Regions from separate parts of the Sus scrofa genome. Here region 2 is linked to region 1. The links are chromatin contacts, called in public HiChIP or PLAC-seq maps. All regions are on one chromosome and are shown on one strand. Each heading gives the region's core, a stretch centred on a gene start, on an enhancer-like site or on the middle of the called end of the contact. The rest is flanking DNA. Distances are from core to core; before and after follow the strand shown.

Region 1 (7,695 bases), core at 1,796-4,295:
AGGGCCTTTAGCCAGGTGCCCGCCACAGGTGGCCTGGAACTGCCTCCTCCCCCAGATCTATGGCCTCATGAGGGAGAGAATGGAGACTACGTGACAAGGACCCGATGTGATGGAGTGAGGAGAGAGTTCAGAGCCATGGGCCATAACGACCCCCCACTCTGCCCCACACACCCACTTTGTAACTGGGGAAACTGAGGCCCAGAGAATTTAACTTCCGGAATGTCCTGGACCTGGAATTTGGGGACTTGAGCGTGGCATGGAGGGCGTTATTGTAGGGGGAGATGGCCAGACTGTATAAAGTCTCATACTGGTCGTGTGGGGTTTTCTGGAGGTGTTTACCGTGGGGCTGTGGATCCCTGTGTTGGCGATGGTGTTGTCACCGCTGAGCCAGAGGAAGAAGTGGGAATAGGAGCCGGGTGTATATCTGATAAGGATGCCTAGAGAGGCCCCCCCCCCAGAGGGGGTCCTTCTCTCCTGACCCTCACGTCGCTGCTTCCCCCCAGCGGTGGAGACGCAGAGCACTAGCTCAGAGGAGATGGTGCCCAGCTCGCCCTCGCCCCCTCCACCTCCCCGGGTCTACAAGCCGTGCTTCGTGTGCAATGACAAGTCCTCTGGCTACCACTACGGGGTCAGCTCTTGTGAAGGCTGCAAGGTGTGTATGTGGTGGGGGCGGGCACACTGGGCATCCAGAGTTAGCTGGGCGAGATCAGAGATTCATTGTGCATGTGTGTGTGTGTGTCCCTCTGGGGTGGGAGGCGGCTGGCTGCTTTGCACAGAGGTGGTTAAGAGATTAGGGCAGGCCTGGGGCAACCTGCGAAGCCCAGGAGAGGCTGGCACTCCCAGCATCCTGCTTCACTGATCCTCCGCCACCCCCCCACCCCCGCCCCCAACTCCAGGGCTTCTTCCGCCGCAGCATCCAGAAGAACATGGTGTATACATGTCACCGCGACAAAAACTGTATCATCAACAAGGTGACCCGGAATCGTTGCCAGTACTGCCGGCTACAGAAGTGCTTTGAAGTTGGCATGTCCAAGGAAGGTAGGCTCTTCGGCCTGCCTGGGCAGAGCGCTCCTGTCCTAGCCTGTGGTTGCCACCCTCTTCCCACTGCCACCCCCACTTCCCTGACCTCCCAGATCCAGCCTGCCCTGGAGTGCTGCCTCCACCACAGGGCCAGTCCTATTTGATTAGCTCCATTCACCCAGGAGACCCCACCCCTTCCCCTTCTCCCTTCTCAGAGCTTAACCCTTCCTCTGAATGAGGGAATGGGGGTGAGCACTGCACATTCCCTGTTTCATGGGGAAGTTGGGGGGGCTTGCCAGTCCCCTCCCCTGCTCCCAGGACTAAGCCCGAAGTGGATCTGGGGTGCCCCCCCTCCCCTGCGCCATTGTGCTGCCAAGGCTATAAGTGGATATCCTGCTGCCTGCATATCCTGCCCCCCCCCCTCCCCAGCTCCTGCAGGGTGACAGGAAGGGCAGGATGGAGCCGAATGGCCTGGGGAGGGAGCAGGGGCTGCAGGCCCTGGGTGGGGCTGGGGAGAGCCAGCTGGGGAATGGGAGCTAGGTTGGGAGACAGTGTAACGGAGGCCCTGCCTAGGGTCCCAGGGGCGGAACCTTCCTGAGAAGGACTGAGCACATTCGATCAGGGTGAGAGGGGATATCTGGAGGGAGGTTCTTAGGGTCCTGACCCTCTCCTGGCGCCTCTGCCTCCAAGCTGTGCGGAATGATCGGAACAAGAAGAAGAAAGAGGTGAAGGAAGAAGGGTCGCTTGACAGCTATGAACTGAGCCCCCAGTTAGAAGAGCTCATCACCAAGGTCAGCAAAGCCCATCAAGAGACGTTCCCCTCGCTCTGCCAGCTGGGCAAATACACCACGGTGAGGAGTGGGCAGGGCCCCCCTGCGGGAAGGGGACCGTTGACTTCAGAGAATAGGTGGGGGGGGATTGGTGTTGGAGCCACGGTCTGGTGCTGATGACAAGGAGGGCATCCGAATGCAGGAGGGAGAGCCTGGGCTATTGGCAGGAAGAGAGCCCCCCAGGGTGGGCCTTAGCTCATGTTCTAATGTCCTTCCTGCAGAACTCCAGTGCAGACCACCGCGTGCAGCTGGATCTGGGGCTGTGGGACAAGTTCAGTGAGCTGGCCACCAAGTGCATCATTAAGATCGTGGAGTTTGCCAAGCGGCTGCCCGGCTTTACAGGGCTCAGCATTGCTGACCAGATCACTCTGCTCAAGGCTGCCTGCCTGGACATCCTGGTAAGTTAAACCCTGTGGCCCGTCTTCTGCCACAGCCTGACCCTCATGTAAGACCAAGGAGTTGATCCACACAAAGATTTCATTACCTCGCATTCCGCCTGCAGTCTGGGACTCCCCAGATTTCCTCAAACTCCCAAACTGAAGCTCTCTCTCTTTTTTCTTTTTTGGCCACCCCGCGGCATATGAAGTTCCTTGGCCAGGGATCAGATTGGAGCCGCAGTTGTGACCTACCCCGCAGCTGCAGCAATGCCGGATCCCTGACTCACTATCCCAGGCTGGGGATTGAACCTGCATCCTGGTGCTGCTGCATCCTGGCACTGCAGAGCACTGCTGATTACGTTATGCCACAGTGGGAACTCCACGGCCCTTAAAAGCTGATCTTAAGACTCCTGGAAGCCCTGCCTCCTTCTGACTTCTCTTTCCTCTCCCAGCTTCAGAACCTCCACCTCGCTGCCTCCCTCCTCCTCCCTGCTCAGGCAGCCCTTCTTGGGACCTAACCTCCTCACCTTGCGCCTGTACCTCATTCCCTCTTTTCCTCACCCCCATAAGCACGCCTCCCCAGAGAGAGCACTAAGCCTCCACCCCCCACCCACCTCCAGATGCTGCGGATCTGCACAAGGTACACCCCGGAGCAGGACACCATGACCTTCTCTGATGGGCTGACCCTGAACCGGACCCAGATGCACAATGCTGGCTTCGGGCCCCTCACAGACCTCGTCTTTGCCTTTGCTGGGCAGCTCCTGCCACTGGAGATGGATGACACAGAGACAGGGCTGCTCAGCGCCATCTGCCTCATCTGCGGAGGTGCGCGGGCGCCCCCTGGCGTTTACTTGGGCTCCTTTCCTATCATACCCCACACCTTAGCTCCCACCAGGCGGGAGACCTTGGTCCCATCCACAGACTTCTCAGCTCCTGTACAGACTCCCTGGTGGCTTGGAACAAAGAACAAAAAGAAGGGTAGAGCCAGGGGAAGCTGAGGAGACCCCAGATACTAGTGCTGACATAGAGGTCCGGGCAGGAGTGATTTACCAGAGAAAACCTCCTGCCGAAGAGGGGGCGGGACAGGGCTTGGAGCAGTGGAAATGGCCTGGGTTAAAGTTTGGGCCCTGAAAGCTCCCGCTGGTACAAGATGGTCAGTGGTGTCTTGGGAGCGCTGGGACGCAGGTTCGATCCCCGGCCTGGCACAGTGGGTTAAGTAAGGATCTGGCATTGCCCTATCTTTGGCTTAGGTCGCAACTGCAGCTCAGATCTGATCCCTGGCCTGGAAACTCTCTATGTCACGGGGCGGCCAAAAGTGGAACGTAAACAAACAAACAAGCAAACAAACAAAAACCCCAAAAGTTTGGGGCCCAGAGGGCCATAGGGCAGGGCCTCTTGGGATCAGCCATTTGTCACTGTCTTCCCCATCTCTTCCCCGCTCTCTCCCCTGTGCTCATCCCCACAGACCGCATGGACCTGGAGGAACCCGAGAAAGTGGACAAGCTGCAGGAGCCATTGCTGGAAGCCCTGAGGCTCTATGCCCGGCGGCGGCGGCCCAGCCAGCCCTACATGTTCCCGAGGATGCTCATGAAGATTACCGACCTCCGGGGCATCAGCACCAAGGGTTAGTTGGGAGCGAGCCTCCCCTCTCTCTTCCCAGAGCTGCCGGTCTCCCAGTTCAGACAGAGACGAGTACAGAGGAGCTGAGACCCAGGCCGCCTACGCAGGCCTCCCAGCTCTGCCACACGCTAGTGGGGATGCTTTGGGCAAACGCCTTTCCTTTTTTTCCTTATTTTCCTGTTTGTAAACTGAGCTAGACTGAAATCTACCTTCTAAGTGTTGTGAAGGAAAAGTGAGTCAACCTCCAATGGACTTAGAACTGCACTGAATTACAAATTCAGTTCCTCCGTTGCGGTAGCCACGCTGCCAGTGCTCAGCAGCCACATGCGCGGCCAGTGCCTACTGCACAGGATGGAAGAGATATTTCCATCATCCCAGAAAGTTCTATTGGACTGTGCTGGGTTTTTTTTTGTTATTGTTGTTGTTGTTGTCTTTTTTTTTGCTATTTCTTGGGCTGCTCCCGAGACATATGGAGGTTCCCAGGCTAGGGGTCGAATAGGAGCTGCAGCTGCCAGCCTACACCACAGCCACAGCAACGCCAGATCCGAGCTGCATCTGTGACCTGCGCCACAGCTTGTGGCAACGCCAGATCCTTAACCCACTGAGCGAGGCCAGGGATCGAACCTGTGTCCTCATGGATATTAGCCAGGTTCTTAACCCACTGAGCCACAGTGGGAACTCCCGGACAGTCTGGTTTAGAAGGATGCCTGGCAGATAGTGTTTGCATGTTAGTTCTAATTATAGACATTATTGGAGTTCCCGTCGTGGCGCAGTGGTTAACGAATCCAACTAGGAACCATGAGGTTGTGGGTTCGATCCCTGGCCTTGCTCAGTGGGTTAAGGATCCGCCATTGCTATGAGCTGTGGTGTAGGTTGCAGATGCAGCTCGGATCCTGCGTTGCTGTGGCTCTGGCCTAGGCTGGTGGCTACAGCTCCAATTCGACCCCTAGCCTGGGAACCTCCACATGCTGTGAGAGCGGCCCAAGAAATGGCAAAAAGACAAAAAAAAAAAAAAAAAAATTATAGTCGTTATTAAAAACAGCCCTAGGAACAACTGACAAGCTATAGTCATTAAGGGAGGGTGTCTTGGAGGTTGAGGCTGGCAGTTGGACACCTTGTGATCTTTGAGGAGACAGCCTGAAAGGGTGAGATGCATGGGCAGCAGGCTTGGCAGAGAAGACAGGCAGAGGAGTGGACCACCCCAGGATCCCTAGACCAGGGAGAGGGTGACAGACAGGTGGCGGGCCTGGGCTGGGAGCCCCCAGAGCGGCGTCAGAGGGTGGTTGAGCAAGGCTAGGGAGGTGCCCTTAGGGGCCGTGCTTCAGCCCCCTCCAAATCTCATTACCCCTCTATTGCAGGAGCGGAAAGGGCCATTACCCTGAAGATGGAGATTCCAGGCCCAATGCCTCCCCTGATCCGAGAAATGCTGGAGAACCCCGAAATGTTTGAGGACGACTCCTCGCAGCCTGGCCCCCACCCCAAGTCCTCCAGTGAGGACGAGGTTGCCAGGGGCCCGGGCAAAGGGGGCCGCAGCCCCCACCCCGACCAGGGCCCCTGACTTCCCCTGCCGCGGGGTTTGGGGCTCCAGGCAGCAGACTGACCATCTCCCAGACGCGGCCGGTGCCTGGGGGAGGACCTGCTCTGCCCTCTCCCCGCCCCTTCCAATGAGCTCCTTGTTTTTGCCAAAGTTTCCAGGGGTGCCTCTGTGTTCATCCCCTTCCTGCTCTGACCGGCTCCCTCTGCAGACTTGGGGGCCTGCCCTGGTCCCTCCAGGAGAGCGGTCAGGGGGCGAGCCTGGGTTTGGACTCTCAAATCGCAACACTGCCCCACAGACCCCAGGGTCCCAGGCTCCCCAGGGCAGGAGGGCGACCCTGCCATTCCACAGCCCCTCCCTCTGCCAGGTGCTTAGGCCTCTGGGAGCAAACAGGAACACTAGACACCAAAAGGGAGCGGGGGCTGGGGGGGGGCTGAGCCCACCCTCTTGCCCTTGGTGCCTAATGCTGCATAAGGCACCTGCCAGGTGCATGCTGCCCGCTATGCCCCATCCTCGTGCCAGTCAGGGTGGGGCGGGCCGGGCCCTGCGTGTCTGTGGGGGCGGGGGGTAGGGGTGCAGAGGGTGAAGGGACCGATGCAGGTCCGTTCTGCACCTCTTTGCTTGGGCCCGGCCTTTACCGTTACAAGCCCCTACCCCAGTCCTGTCATGTGCCTTGGGCTCCCCCTGCCCCCCATCTCAGCCATGGGGCAGGGACCCTCCTACACTACAGAGGGGCCAGGGGAATCCCTCTCCCCCTAGTGCCTTCCCCCTTGACCCCAGAGCAGCTTGGTCCAGGGAGAGGGGGGTGGGCACTGCTTAGCTGATCCCGCCCTGACCCAGAGGAAGCCTCTATTTATTTATTAGCTTTTGTTTACACCCTGGAATTGACCCCTTCCTCCGGGGGTCTTGGGAGGGGGAGCCCAGGGCCCCTGTGACCCCTCCCTTCTCCCTCCAGTCCCCAGTTTGTATTTAGCTGCCAAATAAGAGTCCCACTGGCTCCCCTTTTTTCTCTGGGGGGTCAGGGTGCTGTCCCCTCCCCTCTGTTTACATCTCCCCCCTTCACCGCGCTGTATCGCATATTGCTGAGTTTTCTATTTTTGCAAAATAAAGTGATGGAAACTCACGGGCTGTGGCTCCCTCTAGGAAGAAGCAGGGGAAATGGCCCGCCGACCCGGAGAGGGACTGGCGAGGAGGGTGGATTCTGCAGCTTTCTTAGGGGAACTAAGGAAACAGAATGCAACCTATCAGGTGGGGGAAAGGGAGCCTCTGGTTGTGCATAAGTGCAGTGGGTATCTGCTCTTCTCTGGGGGCGGCGGGGAGGCTGGGGATGCCATTGAAATTTCATTTGATTTCCATGAGGTGTCCCCCTGACCCCCCCGGGCCCCAGAAGAAAAGAACCCCAGCATGCATCTGAGTTACAGTGTTTCTGTTTTATGCCAATAGCTCAGGCTGTGAGCCACTCACTCTGTGACCCCACTTTCACCTTCTGAAAAGGCCCCACCCTTCTCCCCATGACACCCCCCCTGTTACCTTTGGTCCTAATAGCTCTCCTTGCCCTGCATGCCTTAACCTCTGCAACACCCCAGTGTCAGCCCCACTGCCTTTGGCCTCTGCCCCTGTGCCCCTGGACTTGCCCCCTGTGACTCCCATCAGCATCTATCCCACCCCGCCCACCTTCCTCCCTGGGACAGTGGCCTACCTGCCCTCGGCTGTCTTCACCGGCTGTCTTCACCGGTGACCTGTGCCTGTGGGGGAGGGAGGTGGAGGATGTGGGAGAAGGGGAGGAGTGGGAAAAGCAGAAGAAGAAAGTGAAAGAAGCTCTAGAGGAAACCACAGGGCCTATGGGGAAGGAGGGGTCATTGCCATGGCAACCTTGCTTGTGGGGGAAGGGCAGAGGTCTCAGAGCCAGAGGCCTGGCTGAAGCCCACCCAGAGAAAGGACCCCCTTCTCTCCAGGGGCTCCTCCAGCAGCTACCCTCCTACACCCCATATGATGGGCCCTGAACACCTGCTGGGGGACAGGGCGCCGTGGCCTCTTAGCAGGGAAGACAGACCTGTGGACACAGCCATCACATCCAGTTCCTTTCCAAAACTCCCTGTGGTCAAGTGTGGGCCTCAACCCCTTGGCCCTGTGGGCCTTCTCCCTGACCCACTCCAGCTGCCAGACCGGTGCTCAGCTTCAGCCAGTTTGCCGCCTCCACCCCTGTCTTGGGGTCCACTACCGTTCTGGCTCCTTGGCTCCCCAATCGCGTTCTCTGAGCCTGGCCCTGGGCCTGTCTCTCCAACTTTCCAGTTGTCTGGACCTTGATTCCCTC
Region 2 (7,425 bases), core at 757-3,256, 300 kb before region 1:
TGATTCAACCCCTAGCCTGGGAACCTCCAATATGCCACAAATACGGCCCTAAAAAGCAAAAAAACAAAAACATATATATACACACACACACACACACATTTTAATAAAATGTGATGTCACAGTATGAACAATAGCTCAGTAAACAAATACACACCCAAAAAAAAGCTTTTTTCCTTATCAACTTAATCTCTTTTTCTCAGGAGAAATTAAAGTCTTAAAAAAAGCCAGAGGTATCCCATTTAGAAGTCCAATTCTTTTTTCAAGGAGGTCTCAGTTTAGTAAAAGTTTCTTTGAAAGCTGAATAGGACTCAGCTTTCATATTGTCTGTACTGGTTAGGTGACAACCACCTGAAATCAGTTTCTCGAGTTGCATCTTTTACCCATTCCCTTTTCCTGATGTCACCACCTGCTTCATCAGTTACTACCACATGTCCTAACATTTAATGACCATATGCTGCCTGAAACCTTGGCCAACAACAAAAGCTTTCATTTGAGTTTTCTTGTTGGAAGCTAAGCCTGCACACCCTCCTGTAACCCCTTCTGATGCCAGTCCCTGGAAATGGTAAAGCAGTAGCTCCCTTGCTCAAGTTATGCTGCTTTCCCTCTTGAGGAAATGACAGGACTTCTTTTTTAGTCACAGCTAATGCCTTTCCTTCTCATTCTTCCTGTCTTTCTCTTGGCCTATTCTTCCATCTCCATTCTCTGCATGTGTTATTGTGTTGCCTATGAGAGAAGAGGAACTTGTCATTTACATGTATTCCAGTTGGCTCAGGACAAAGAGCAAATTGAAAATCACAAGAGAATTTGTGTAAACTTCCCTTAGTACAATGAGAAGCAGTGACCCAAGGCCTCTAGCTCATTAAATTGAGTTTGAAATTTCCTCTCCATTTTTTTTCTTTTGGGAGAGAGCATATTAATCTGAATAAATAAAATCATCTCTTCATTATCCATATAATGGAGAACACGGTTCAGTAGGGCCTAAAGTAGAATATAAGATTCTATTATAAGCTTATGCTTAGTCTCATGAAACTGATGTGAGTTCTGGCATTTGGGAACTGCCCGTGTAGATGTTCCCTAATAGCAACAGATTTAGAAAGAACTTATTTTTGGCGTTGTTGTACATTATATGGTTTCTTTTATACAGATGGTTGACCTTTCTGTATTTTAATTTTGGCCGCTGTTATAAAATTGGACTGTCTTCTTTGAATACATACCAGCTAAAAGAAACGGAAGAGGATTCAGAACTGCTTTAGAGACAAGAGACATCAGCTTGAAGTTTAGAAACAAAAGACAGTCCTTTATGGCCAGTTTGTAACGAGATTAAAACACACTCGTTTTCTCTTTAAAAACAAACAGAGCAGGAGTGCCTGTTGTGGTTCAGCAGAAACGAATCCTGCTGGTATCCATGAAGACGCAGTTTCGATCCCTGACCTCGCTCAGTAGGTTAAGGATCTGGTGTTGCCGTGAGCTGCGGTGTAGGTTGCAGGCACAGCTTAGATCTGGCATTGCTGTGGCAGTGGTATACACCAGCAGCTGTAGCTCCGACTTGACCCCTAGGCTGGGAACCTCCATATGCCACGGCTGCGGCCCTAAAAAGACAAAAAAATATAAAAACAAACAGAGCAAACAAGACAGGGAAGGGGGCATTTCTGAGGATGATTAATAACTAATTGTAAATAAAATATTCTAGTCCATATGTCTTCATGATAGTTCATATCACTGATAGTAAAATCATTTCTCCTTTTCTAAAACTTGTAGTTGCTTTGTATGTATTGCTTGTCCAAATCACTGATTCTCCAGTTTTTTATTCCACAGTCTCCCTAAAAGTTCCCCTGGCACCTCCCTTGATTATGATTTCCCTACCTACAAGATTTCCTGTTAAGAAACAAAAAGTGATCCTAGTTTCATTTTTGTCTGTCTGTCTCAGAAATAATCAGAGTTTCCAACTGAACTGTGGTTTGTCTAAGTATGGAACTGAGAAGACTGAAAGGAAATGGGAGGCAGAATGAGGAACTACTACAAAAGAGAAGCTAAGGGACATAGTGATGAGACTTGCTGTGGTTACAGAGACTGGTACATCCCTTTACCAGATCTTTACCAGATCTTCCTAATCTAACGTCAGGTTTAATTTGGAAAGGACTGACGTTCCCTTCAAGTAACTCTTCCTTCTGGGCCACAGGTCTCACCAGCCCAGCCCACTCCTAGTACTGGAGGGCGGCGGCGGCGCACAGTGGATGAAGATCCGGATGAGCGGCGGCAGCGCTTTCTGGAACGCAACCGGGCCGCAGCCTCCCGCTGCCGTCAAAAGCGGAAGCTCTGGGTGTCCTCCCTAGAGAAGAAGGCAGAGGAACTCACTTCTCAGAACATTCAGCTGAGTGTAAGTGGGTCCTGGGTGATTGTTGAATCTGGAAAGTGAGTTTGAATCAGGAAAGTGGGACAATATAATAGAAGATGGTAGTTCTTTAACTGAAGACAAATCTGAGTAGGTTAAGGATCTAGTGTTGTCACTACAGCGGCTTTGGTCGCTGCTGTGGTATGGGTTTGATCCCTGGCCCAAGAACTTCCACATGCCAGGGTGTGGCAAAAAAAAAAAAAAATTAATTAATTAATTAATTAATTAATTAATTAAGACAGATCCAGAGACTATGCCAGGAAGAATGCAGAAAGACTCTCTCAACAGTCAGAGTTGAAATCTCTTCCCCAAGGGCTAGAAAGGACACTCACCATCTACTCCCAAATCTGTTACTAGGATGAGTCATCCATAGACCCGATTGGATAAAGGGAATTAGATTAAGTGCCCCAGGTGCTCTTTTAAGTTGTCAGTAGAATCTGATTGGGGTAGTGGAACACCCAAAGGGAAAAATGTATTTGCCCCAGATAATGCAGCTTAATAAAAGAAAGGAAAAGCCTCACAAGCAAAAATAGAACAGTTATAATCCAGATATTTTTCTGAAAACTATTTTCCCCTCTTCTGATTAGTTATTAAAAGATTTCATTATTCATTACAAAGGTAATATTTTTATTTTTTATTTTTTTAAAGGTAATGTTTTTGTATGTAAATATATATGATAGACATTCACACACACAACTATAGAATAAAAATAAAGTCCCTCCTCTGTATTCCTTTCCCAGTCTCATTCTCTTCTGATAGATGAGTTTGATGTGTACCTACCAAACATACATGTATTTCTATTTTGTTTCCATTTATAGTTTTTTTTGGGGGGGAGACTGTGCATCTGTTTTAACGTAAAAACAGTTATCTTCTGGACATCTAGCCATAGGTACAGAGGACCTACTTTTTTTTTCTGTTTTTTGTCATTTTAGGGCCACACGCACAGCATATGGAGGTTCCCAGGCTAGGGGTCTAATTGGAGCTGTAGACACCAGCCTACACCACAGCCACAGCAATGCCAGATCCAAGCCGAGTCTGCAGCCTGTACCACAGCTCTCGGCAATGCCAGAGCCTTAACCCACTGAGCAAGGCCAGGGATCGAACCTGCAACGTCATGGTTCCTAGTCGGATTCGTTTCCACTGCGCCACGAAGGGAACTCCCCTACTTCATTTTTTAAAATAGCTGTATAGTAGTAACATTGTATTATGTAGTTATATTATAAGGTATGGATAGTTCTAATGTTTTGCCAGAACAGCACTGCTGCAGTGTACATTATATACAGTTGAGTAGATAGCTTTGTTAAATAGATTCCTGCAGCTAGACTTTCTTAGTCAAAGGACATGTGCATTATTAATTTCGGCATAATCACATTTATCCTAAATAGTAATTTTTCTATTTTATATCCCTGCTATCACTGTAAGCAGATACTGTCATTGAATTTCTGGCTGTAGAGGCCCTGGGCTATCTGAAGCCTTGCTGGATTTTTCCCAGATTCAAGGGAGAAAAATCTAGGCAACATTCTGTCCTCACTTTAGGAATAGCCAGTAGGGGTTCAAGAGCAGAGCATGAATTTTCTTGATATTCTTTTCTTCCCTCCCTCTTCAGAATGAAGTCACGTTACTACGCAATGAGGTGGCTCAGTTGAAACAGCTACTGTTAGCTCATAAAGACTGCCCAGTCACGGCACTACAGAAAAAGACCCAAGGCTATTTAGGTGAGTAGCTCCCAACCTAAGCAGAGTCAGTCAGTAGACTCCTATAATGAGTATCTCAACTGCTTATTATTTTATAACCCTATTCTGACTGTTCTGGGGAGTCCAGACTGATGGGTGGGCTGCTTTTGCGGAACAACCAATCTTACTAAAAATTTTTTTGAGAACAGGGTAGTTGCCCTAATCATCTGTCGTAGTTGGAGATAAAGGGCAGCAGTATATCTACTGGCTGCCTATTTTGTGTGAGACACTCAACCATTTTCCCAGTTCTCTCATGAAATAGATATTACCTCATTTATACACAAGAAAACTGCACTCAGATTAGTCAGCCTGAAGTTAGACAGTTGGTAAAGTAGCAGAGCCAAGATTCAGAACCAGCTCTTCGTTATTCCAGAGCTTCTCTCTTGGCCTCAGGAAGCTACAACAGCAGATGATACATTGGGGTCTGTTCAGTATCAAAATTTGGAGGTGTATTCTATCTTTCTAGTGATGAGCTGATGACAGTTTCAGTTTGTAATCCATGCACACACATAATATAGAGCTAGAAAGAGCTGGTCACAGAGTCATGCTCAGGCTAAGCACAATCCTGAAATTAAAATTACTGTGAATAACTTGCTTATTGACAGGAAGAGCTAATAAATCATTTTCCCTTACAAATTAAAGAATTCATCTAAATGTTGGCTATCAAATTTTGATATATTGAATTGTTTTTCCACTAACAGTCTTCCTTTCAGAGATGTGTTCCTATAGAAAAAGAGTAACCACATCACCAATTTTAAACATCTCCATTTGAATTTTAATTTTAATGGGCACCTCAGGGTACGTTCATTCATTAAGCAGATAGTGATTGAGCCTGTTCTGTGCCAGGTACTATTTTACATGCTGAGGGTACAATAGGGAACCAAATATATTAGATTAAAGTCCCTGCCCTTGAGGGGGTTGTATTTTAGCAGGTGAGACAGGCAATAAACAAGACAGATAGGTACAATATATAGTATGTTAGATAAAGAGTACATGCTTGGAAGAAAAAAACAGGGAAAAGGAGTATGAAATGTTGGCAATACTTGAAATTTTAGATGAGGTGGCTTTTGACGGAAGACCTTAGGGAAGTGAGGGGGCTAGCCATGTGTCAATATGGGAGAAAAGTACTGCAAGCCGGAGGAAAAGTACATGCCACCCAACGTGGGAGCACGTCTAGCACATTCTAGGAACACCAGGGAGACTGGTGTCTGGCCGGATTGGAGAGAATGGGGGATGGAGCGTATTTGGAAATGAGGTAGGGGAGGTAATGGGAGCATTTAGGGCCCCATTGGTCATGGTGAAGACCTCAGTTTTTGTTCTACATTGGGGAACATGAAGGGGTTTTCAGGAGAGTAGTGACATCACTGATCTGACTTGTGTTGAACAGGATCACTCTGTTAGAGAGTGTAAGAATGCAGAAGCAGGTAGTCCGCCTAGGGGGCTGTCACACTCACATGAGCAAGAGATGATAGAGCCTTGGACCAGGATGGTGGTAGTGGAAGTGATGAGAAGGGATATAATTCAGGATATCTTTTGAAGTTAGAGTGACAAGGTTTAATGACTCCTGTATGGGGAAGTATATGTGAGAAAAAGAATCAAAAATTGCACCAGGAGTTCCTGTCATGGCTCAGTGGTAACTAATCCAATTAGTATCCATGAGGATATGGGTTCGATCCCTGGCTCTGCTCAGTGGGTTAAGGATCTGACATTGCCATTGGTGTAGGTCACAGATGCAGTTCAGATCTGGTGCTGCTGTTGACTGTGGTGTAGACCGGCAGCTGCCACTCCAGTCGACCCCTAGCCTGGGAACTTCCATATGCCACAGGTGTGGACCTGAAAAGAAAAGAAAAATTGCACAAAAGGTTTTGGCCTGAGCCACTGCAGGAATGGAATTGCCATTGATTGAGATGAGGGAAGTGTGGAAAGAAATGGGTTGGGTGGTCTCTCTGGAGCTCAGATTTGGACAGGCTGTTTAAGCGGCCTCTTAGGCTTACAGGTGGAGCTGTCAAGCAAGCAGCTGGTTGTGTGCATCTGCAGTTCAGGGAAAAGACTGAAGGTACAACTTCGGGAGTCAGAAAAGTATGGTTAGTTTTTAAAGCCGTGAAACTGGATGAGATGTTATTGTCAAAGGAGAAGCGTAGGTAGAAAAAGAGAAGTCCCAGGACTGAGCCCTGAACACTGCAGCATTTAGAGGTCAGAGAGATGAGAGTGAGCAGCCAAACAGGTAGGAGGAACAGCTGAGTAGCTGAATATGGTGTTCTGTAAGGTCAGACAAGGAAGCTTTTCAAGAAGTTTAGTGAGCAACTCTTTCAGATCCTTTTGATAAGCTAAGAAAGACCTAAGAACTGAATATTTATCCATATAAAGTCTGTATACAGTAAGGTTTCTATTCAGTCCCTACAGGAACTCTGACAGGTAGTCAATCTTTGAAATTATTTATTTGTTACAGCATAGATGTACTTCATTCCTACTGTGTGGTGTAGACATTGTGGTAGGTACCTGACACAGGACAAATGAGACACTATTCCTACCTCTGAGAGACTCATAGGGTTATGAGGAGATAAACGTATCAACCCATGAATAAGGTAAGCACAGCTATCCTAGAGCACCCCTAGACCAGAGCTTCCTGAGGGCAGGGATCCTCTGTATTCTTTATATATGCCAGTGCCTGGCACATGGGCAGTACTCAAGAAGTATTTGATGAGTAAATGAATGTATGCTCTGCAAGCACAAGTGATGAAATAGTTAATGTCCTGAGCATAACAAAGAAGGCTTCACAGAGGAGGTAATATTTAAATTCTGAAAGAAAACTCAGGCATTTGGAGTTCCCGTCATGGCCGAGAAGGTTATGAACCCAGCATAGTGTCCCATGAGCATGCAGGTTCCATCCCTTTAAGACATTAATAAGAGGAAAAAGTGTTCCAATAGGGGTGATGAATTATGCAGAGACCTAGAAGCCAGGCAGTGTAATTAACATGTTGGTGGTTTGCTTTATGGGGATATATAGGTTCGTTTTGGCCGAGCTTGCTTCCCTTCTCACCACTTCCCGTTTCCTGGCCCACTTATGGCTTAGAAGCCAAGGTTCTGGGAAGTCTTCCCTCCTGAAAGATGGGCTTCATTTTCCTTTGGGCTCCTTTAGAATTATGGCAAAAAGGTAGTTCTGCCTGTGTCCCCATTCTGTTTTCTAACCACTTGCTCTGCTTTTTGCCCTCCTTCCTGGCAGAAAGCCCCAAGGAAAGCTCAGAGCCAACGGGTTCTCCGGCCCCCGTGATTCAGCACAGCTCAGCAACAGCCCCTAGC

The links. HiChIP or PLAC-seq counts read pairs in DNA pulled down with a chosen protein or histone mark.
Region 2: an H3K27ac HiChIP or PLAC-seq map of alveolar macrophages shows a contact between it and region 1. The contact joins two enhancer-like sites. A contact is called at or near these places in 1 of 5 promoter capture datasets (fetal skeletal muscle), 1 of 47 Hi-C or Micro-C datasets (embryonic fibroblasts) and 1 of 2 datasets of contacts at active chromatin or transcription factors (alveolar macrophages).

Annotation. Positions count from the first base shown.
Region 1 is chr5:18,435,076-18,442,770 of Sscrofa11.1, reverse strand. It overlaps RARG (a long non-coding RNA gene), which reads left to right. Exons shown (of 9, transcript XR_002343956.1): 3 at 504-652; 4 at 897-1,038; 5 at 1,711-1,871; 6 at 2,072-2,248; 7 at 2,848-3,052; 8 at 3,693-3,851; 9 at 5,206-6,504. Among named protein-coding and RNA genes, the nearest start is that of ITGB7, 4.5 kb to the right of the region's middle. Within about 2 kb of position 3,045, at least 5 of the 83 cell types and tissues checked have an H3K27ac peak or open chromatin away from gene starts, as enhancers often do. A contact at or near this core is called in alveolar macrophages, where this site is marked.
Region 2 is chr5:18,733,927-18,741,351 of Sscrofa11.1, reverse strand. ATF7 (cyclic AMP-dependent transcription factor ATF-7) reads left to right here. Exons shown (of 11, transcript XM_013987080.2): 9 at 2,180-2,377; 10 at 3,999-4,107; 11 at 7,349-7,425. Among named protein-coding and RNA genes, the nearest start is that of NPFF, 13 kb to the right of the region's middle. Within about 2 kb of position 2,006, at least 11 of the 83 cell types and tissues checked have an H3K27ac peak or open chromatin away from gene starts, as enhancers often do. A contact at or near this core is called in alveolar macrophages, where this site is marked.